2 separate regions of the Mus musculus genome follow, and region 1 is linked to region 2. A link is a contact called in public Micro-C data. All regions are on one chromosome and are shown on one strand. Each heading gives the region's core, a stretch centred on a gene start, on an enhancer-like site or on the middle of the called end of the contact. The rest is flanking DNA. Distances are from core to core; before and after follow the strand shown.

The links. A called contact is a pair of places that touch in the nucleus more often than the background predicts.
Region 1: a contact with region 2 is called in a Micro-C map of embryonic stem cells, with 10 times the contacts expected there. The contact joins the promoter of Fam131b here to the promoter of Tmem178b in region 2. A contact is called at or near these places in 2 of 484 Hi-C or Micro-C datasets (both in embryonic stem cells).

The regions. Positions count from the first base shown.
Region 1 is chr6:42,322,602-42,326,540 of GRCm38.p6, reverse strand. Fam131b (family with sequence similarity 131, member B) reads left to right here and starts at 1,901. Exons shown (of 7, transcript NM_029528.5): 1 at 1,901-2,099. The coding sequence starts at 2,072.
Region 2 is chr6:39,869,062-39,872,932 of GRCm38.p6, reverse strand. Tmem178b (transmembrane protein 178B) reads right to left here and starts at 1,497. Exons shown (of 4, transcript NM_001360978.1): 1 at 1-1,497.

The sequences.
Region 1 (3,939 bases), core at 652-3,151, 2.5 Mb before region 2:
CTCTCTACGTAACCCAGCCATGACTGAACTCAATCTTTCTGCTCTGCCTCCCGAACAATTTATGTTAAGCAGATAACAAGTGTAAAAGCAGATGAAATTTTAAATATTTTACATATATATATATATATATATATATATATATATATATATATATATATGATCTATACTGTCAAATTGTCTTCCAGGAAGTTTGCTTTGGTTATGAAAACTGGAACTCATTAGCCTTGCCTCAAAAGATCCAGAGAATGGGACAGAATGCCCCATGTGCTGAGAAGTAACTGTCATTGCAGGGACCAGAAGGCAGCTGGGCAGATCAAATTCCCAGACCTTCTAAATTCACCTCCCAGATCTGCAGTTAGTGCCAGTTTCTGATAGAGTTTGCAAGTGGCCCTTCAAATCTGCGACTTGGATTTAATCCTTGAATTCATATGGTAATGCTATTTGGATACAAGGTCTTAGAGCAATAGTAAGGATTAGTGAAGGTCACAGAGGTTGGCACTAGAGGCTTTATGAAAGAGGCTGAAGCTAACATATTCATCCTGTCTCATCATATCATCTCCTCGAAGTGTTACAATGCATCAAAGCCCTTAGGACACTTGCAGCAGTTGCAAACACTAAGTTCTTGGCCTTTCCAGCCTCCAAACTTCCAATCTTTATAAACTTCCTGGTCTCAGGAATTTTGTTATAGTACCAAAATGAGCAAAAATATCTATCCTCTCCCATATCTTCATCTGGGATGTCATCAGACGTAATTCCTCAATCATAATCTAAATGTCACAAACTTACACGTGTAAGGCATGCCCTTTTTCTCTGCCTCAAACCCACAAGGCCTCCTGCCCCTCTTCCTCTCTAATCCCAGGAAAGAGACAAAAACCTATGGAAAACAAGCTGGCCCAGAATTAGTGTTTGCTTTTTGTTGTTACCATTGTTGTCAATGGTACCACCCAGACCCGCTTGCCCAAGGTTTGCAGTTACTGGTTCGACTAAGAGGAAATGGTCTCCTTGTCCTTCCTAGTGTGTCTTCTAGACTCTTCTTGCCAGTTGAAATAGTGCCTGCTGACTCTCCCAACTCAGATCTCCCTTTCCTTTCCCATGGGGCCCTTGGTGTAGTGCTGACCCTTCTCGGCAGGGGGCAGTATTCTCCCTTTTGCTGCTTCCGGACATCCACATAAAGCTCAGAAAAGTTAAATTCTGATTTAAAGCCATGTCTTGCGGCCGGTTTCCGATCCTGATATTTTCATTTCCCTACAGCTGCAATAGAATTATTCCCATTCTCCTCCCATCCGGACCCAAGCCTAGAGCTAGAATACTTGCACCATCCCCACACCCATCCCAAAACAGCTAGAGGACAGGGAAGCATCTCGCAGCATCCACTGGCAAAGACTTCACAATATGTTTGGGTGGGCAAAGCAACGCACGTGAAACGCCGGGCAACCAGAACAGCATCCAATCCCGATTCGTGCGTCCCAGATGCAGCATCAGGAAGAAAACAAATGTTTGCGGAATTTGGTACCCAAGGCCAAGCAGGGTGTTCTCTCATCTCCGCCCCACTTTCTCTCTCGGCCTTCTCACCCCGCAGCCCTCAAAGTCCATCAAGCATATCCTAAGGGTGGGCCCTGGCTTCCTGACCGGGCTCCTGAGACAAGCGGGTTATTATCCACATTCTCCATCAGCATCTCCCGGGAGAACTCAGCGGGGATGGCGAGGAGCTCAGGGGCGGGGGTTGCGAAGGACAGGCGGAGGGACGTGGTTGCAGCGCGGCGAGGGGCGCGGGGAGCGCGGTGCCCGGTCGGGGGCAGGGCGGGGAGGCTCTGCGCGCAGCCAATCCCCGAGCAGCCCCCTCCCCGGCCGCGGAGAGCTGAGCGGGGCGGGGGAGCCAGGCGGTGGCGGCGGCGGCAGCGGCGGCGACGGAGGCTGCCGTGGGGAGGGATGGAGAGGGGAGGGGGGAGCGGAGCCGAGCGGAGACAGCCGCGGCGCTGCAGAGCGGCTGGGGCGGCGGCGCGGTTCCCGGTGCTCCCCCCGGCGAGGGCCCCGAGTCGGTGAGGGCCGGGACCCGGCGGCCCCCGGAGCCATGGGCTGCATCGGCTCGCGGACTGTGGGTGGGTACCGCAGCCCGGCGCGGGTCAGGGGCAAGCTCGCCCCGGGGCGCTCCTCCGGCCCCCTCCCCCATCCCCATCCTTGCCCCTGGGGACCTCCCTCCGCGCCCGCCCGGCCCTGCCTCGCGCCTTTACTTTCCCTCCATCCGCTAAGGTCCCTCTATCCTTGTGCCCTCGCGCCTCCAGGGCTTCCATCCCTCTCAGCTCATAGCCTTCTCTCCATCGCCCTCCCGCAGGCGCGGTCCTTCCCTGGTAGCCTCTCCACAGCATCCTTCGCGGCTCAGTCGCTGTTCCCTACTCCCGATGGCCCCATCCCTCCACCTTCAGGCCATTCGCGTCTACTCTGCTGTAGCCAGAGCCTCCCCGAGCCCTTCTTTCGGGAGCAGCCCCTCTTCTCAGAACCTCCTCTCCAGCCTCATCCCTGACTTTCTTCCGCACGCCCCCTCCCATCTTCACCCTCTTCTCCATATGGCATGTGTGTTTTGCCCCCAACCATTTCCCTCTTGGTAGCCTTTTCCCGTCGCTCCTGCCTCCCCCCGATTTGCTTTGTTCACGTGCATTTTCCCTCTGGGGCGGGGGCGGGAAGAGCGTGTGCCACCGGGAGGGAATGGGTTCCACGCTTGGAGGGAATGGTCTTGGGCCGGGGTGCTCTGGAAGAGCCGTGGACTCAGGGAGGAGGTGGAGGTTTACCTCCCCGAGAGAGGTCGGGAGTCCGCTTCCCAGAGGGTGGGGTCCGCCTAGGAACCCTGGGACCCGCCTGCACCTGTCAGCGGGGGCAGGCGGAGCAGGGCCGGCTTTTTATTTACCTTTGGCAGGGGGAGGGAAGAAAGGCGCTTCCTTAATGGTCCTCTCCTTCCAGCCCCTGCCTTACTACCGCCCCCTACCCCCACCCTACGCATCCATTCCACTTTAGGGCTGAACACATTAGTACAGTCCTCTCCCAAACCCCCCAATTTTCCCCTTCCTAACTCCCAATTTCTCCCGCCTACACGCCCTAGTGACCTCAGGCTGAGAGAATAATTCGTATTATTATTACAAACAAACTACACTCTCCGGAAGCCTGATTTCTGAGACCCGGTTTATTTCCATGGAGACCCTCCTCTGCTTTTACCTCTTTCCCTGTTCTCCTCCCCTCCATCTCCCTGCCCCCTAAGGCTCTGACTCAGCTCCCCCTCTTCCTCAAAGGCCACCCCCTCCCTCCCCTCGCTCCCACTCTTCTCCGAGAGAGCTTGCTCTGCCTGCCCCATTACTGATAGGTCCAGATGTCTTTCTGACCTAGCCACAGGTCCTAGTCCTGTCTCTCATCGTTTCACAAGATCCCAAGAGAAGGCATAACAACTTTGGATGTGTGGCAGCCCAGCCCTACCTGTCAGTCCCTGGGACCGCCATCCCCTTTGTTTGTCGCCAGTTCTATTGCTGCATGCTGGATGCTTCTTCCTGCCCAAGACCTAGTCAGTGCACTTCTTTAAAAAAAGGGGGGGGGGGGGGACCTATGATCCTAAACCCAAAAAGCAAAAGTTCATGTAAGCAAGGGCGGATGGCTGCCACCCGATTATTCTTGAATCTCTCTGTAAATACTCAAGGAATTCTTCCCCAAGAGTTACAGAGGAAACCTTGCACTTAGGTCAGGAATCTCCCTCCTGGTTCCCGACTTTTTCACCAGTTCTCAAAGTGTCCTGTCCACCTCTGCCATTGTTTTCTGTCTTCTCACCTTAAATTTCTGTTCTTTTAGCTCTGAAATTATGAAGTCCTCTTGTTTCTTGTTACTATCTCTATTTCCTGAATCTATTCCCTGTCCCCCAAGAGAATTGGGCTCAAAGCATCCATCTCATCTTGGAGCCCT
Region 2 (3,871 bases), core at 248-2,747:
CCCACCTGCGGGTACGCGGCTGGGGGACTGCGGGAGTAGAGGCGGGCAGCCTAAAAAGTTCTGATCGGGAGAGGCTCCCGCAGGGTCCTGAGCATCCTCCGGGCAGGTGCAGCCTCCTCTCGCGGTGGTGAACTCAGCACGGCCACTTCCCACCGTTCAGGGGGCAACAGTCCTAACCCTCCGTCCGCCTCTGCACGCCGCCCAGCAATCACAAACTAAACACCAAGTGCTCTCGACCACGGCGAGGCTTGCTGGGTTTCTCTGTGCAGCTTGCTGACCGGAGTGACAGTCCTGGCTTCCTGGGAATGAATGATAGGGAGGGAGATCTGAGGACGCGACACTTCGCCGAAGGACGGATCGCGCTCACGGCCGGTTGCCCGGAGTAGGGAGTGCAGCCTGGATCTCTTTCTCTGGGACTCTCCTCCCCTTTTCGGTCTGCAGCCGAAGGCCGGGGACGCGTGCCCAGAACTGTTCTTTTCCAGGTTGGGTCTTTTCAAAGCCTGAGTCCTCTGATCACCACTAGGTCCTTGACTCCTGCCGACCCCACGGGTGCTCTCAGAAGCGAGCTGCCCGCAGACGCATGGTCTCTACCAGCCTTTGCCCGCGAGCTCCCGGATGGCCTGCCTCTGGCCTCCCCATTAAGACAGCTCCGCTTTTGGACAGCGGGGACACTCGGGCGGCGTTACGCGACTGTTCAGGGCCCGGGGTTTGCAGAGACTGGGCGGCAGCTGACGGGCGTTAGGGACGGACTGCACAGAGGAGGGCGCACCCGGAGCGCTCGGAGCTCCTTCAACACCATGGACAGGTCGCTCAGGGGTGGCGAGCTGCCCGCCCAGCCGCCAGCCTCCCCGGTGTCATGCGGCTCTCTCCAGCGCCTTCTTCTTCCTGGAGTGTGTGCACCCGGCCCTCTCCAATATCCCTTCTGCTCCACTTCACCTGGCCTTCCGCAGCCCCGCGTGCGAGATGCCCAGGTGCTGAGAAAATGCTGCGAGCACGAAGAAAACCCGGAGCCCGGCTGCTCGAAGCAACCCGCCCCCTTCGCCACCTGAGCCCAAGCACTCCAGCACCGCTTGCTCTAACCAGCTGGGGTCAGCCGCTCTCAGATTGCACCATTTTCTTCTCAGCCCACCCGGGTGCCGAGACTAGGGATCCCTCGGCCTCGTGTGGAATATCCCGTCCCGGCCTCAGCGTCCCGCGATCCGGCTCCCCGCACTGGGGTGAATGGGGCGGGGGATAGAGGGGTGGGGGAGCCTGGGCGCCTCGGCTTCACCTCCCTACCTCCTCGAGCTGCAGAGGCTTCCGGGCCTCTCAGGCTCAGGCGACGCCCGAGAGGAGCGAGAGCCCAAGCTGCACCCCAGGGGCTCCAGAAATCGCATTGCCCGGGTGTGGGCGCCCGAGAAAGCCGCTGTCACTCGCTCGGCCTCCAGGCGCTGCAGCCTTGGCTAAAACCCACAGCCGAGAACACGGAGCGCGCAGCCAAAAGCTAGTGATGTCATCCGTGCAACGTGAGCCTCATCTCTTATTTTTCTAGCCTTCTTAAAGTTAAACCACACCATTTTCCAGGCACGAAATGTCTGAGCCTTGTTCTTTGGCCAGGCAAGTCAATGGTGTCTAGGTAGGTATGGGCTCCACCACATCCATATTAATGCACATATACATATATGTAGCATGTTTACGTGTATTATTATAAATTTAGTGTTGGTGCCTACGTCTCCCGTTTCTCTTTTGACCGTGGAAAAGTCCCTTAAATTCGCCACAGTTCTTTAAAGAAGAAAATGCTTAGAGAACGGTCTTTAACCGGCTCTGGGAGAACCCCTGCACCTCGGTTTCCGCCTCTAGTGTCTCCTATTCGTTTGATCTTTGTTTTTCCCCAGAAAGCTATAAGCACTACCTTGCTAGCTACTGGCGTTTCTACCTGGAACTGAGCAGAGAGCAGCCGTGAGCCAGCGGCCGACACCCCAACACATACACACACACACACACACACACACACACACACACACACACACACCTGTCCTTACTCTTCGGCAAGAAAAGGGGACAACTAACTGATCCGTTCAAGACCAGAAGAGAGCCGCTGTGGGGTGAGAGGGCAGTTGATTTTGGAGGAGAGGAAGTTATAGGCAACCTCGGTATAGGGTTTGTCGTGATTTCCCTATGACCGCTGGATTTAGCCTCCGCAGGGCCTCTTTGAGGTGGGACCGAGACTCCAGACCTTGAAGAGGTGGGCCCCAGCTAGAGGATCCATCCCCACCCTACCCCGCCCCCTGCTTCTCTCACGTGAAGCAGAGCCGCAAAGCTGGGAGCCTCCCATCCAGCTTCACATACTAGGGGTTTCATTCTAAAGCTCACCCTTCGGTTTTCACCCTCTCTCCAAAGTCGGGGTTCCCCACTGAGGGATAAAGAGCTGCCCTGGGGAAAAGAGAGTGCCCTAGGGACCCAGCTTTGCACAGCAGGACTTGTGAGTCGAAAGGAACGCACCTCCACCATATTCTTTTTGTCTTTTTTTTTTTTTTTCCTCCCTGCATTTTGAAAATCGCGAACAAGGCGTTTCAGTGCCATCTAGTGGGGGAGGGGCGTGCCTTGTTTTTCAGTCTTGAATTCTATAAGGGGATTTACTTCGTGAAGAGAAGTCATTAGGATTACCTACTTGGTTCTTAGATGATGCTCGGCTGGTCTAGAAGTTACAGGCACCTGCTAGTCCACATCATCCTCAGAGGTCCCTGGGATGCCCTGATAAAGCTGAGCGACTTTGGCCAGGGTGTCTTCTCCTTATCTTTTTCTCAATTCTATTTGTGTCCTTGAAAATAGGGATACATTTGGCATACATGCAAACACTACTAAAGCTATTTCTACCCCTAAAGCTAAGTGGGAGTGCTTTTCACCTAGTAGGGTACCTGCATATGACAATAGAAGGGAAACTGAACTGACAAGGTCAGTGGGAAGTCAAAGCAAGATTATCTCTACAGCTTGGGTCTCTTGGTTCCCTCTCGGGTCTTTAAGCCAGCTCAAGGATCACTGGCAGTGCCCAGGCAGAAAAGCACGCATGCTCCTCTTTCAGCACCCCTCCCCCACAACCCACCCACAATCCACTCTTGCTCCCCTCTTGGTCAACTCTTTAACTTTTTCCACGGCCTTTGGCCTACTTTCAAAGATTTGCCTGCTATCCTGTGGCCCTCAGTGCTGTCCTAGGCCCAGCTTAGGAAGGGAGCCAATGTGGGGTACTGCCCTCCTCTTTCCTGGATATCACTAATATACCATTTTGAAGTTGTTGTCCTTGGTGAAAACCCAAAAATCCTACAAAAGATGTTTGTTGGTTGGTACCCTCCTTTTAAGTGTGATTGTTTTGAGCCACCATATATCATATTGGAGATGATACTGATGCTTAGGGCTAAGAAGCTGATCACCTAGACAGCATTGCTTCTTGTGTTGATGTTGCTGTTGTCGTCCTAGTTGTTATCTTTGTGTGTGTGCTTGACTGGGAGCCAAACTGTTGTGCAGTCTAGGAAGGTATTCCACCTCCCCTGTCTTCATGTTCCATTGTGGTGGAAGAGACACCATGACCTAGGCAACTCTTAATAAGAGAAAGTGATTTGGGACATGCTTAACAGTTTCATGGGTTTAGTCCATTATCACAATAGAGCTCTGCATTCGGAACCATAGGCAGCAGGAAGACAGAGCCATTGGACTGGCTTGGGCTTTTGAAACCTCAAAACCAGCCCCTAGTGACACACTTCCATGAACTCCTACAAAGCCACACCTCCTAATCTCTCTCAAGTAGTGCCACTCCCTAATGACTAAGCATTCAAATATGTGAATCTATGGGTCCATTCTTATTCAATCCACCACATCCAAGTCACACACACACACA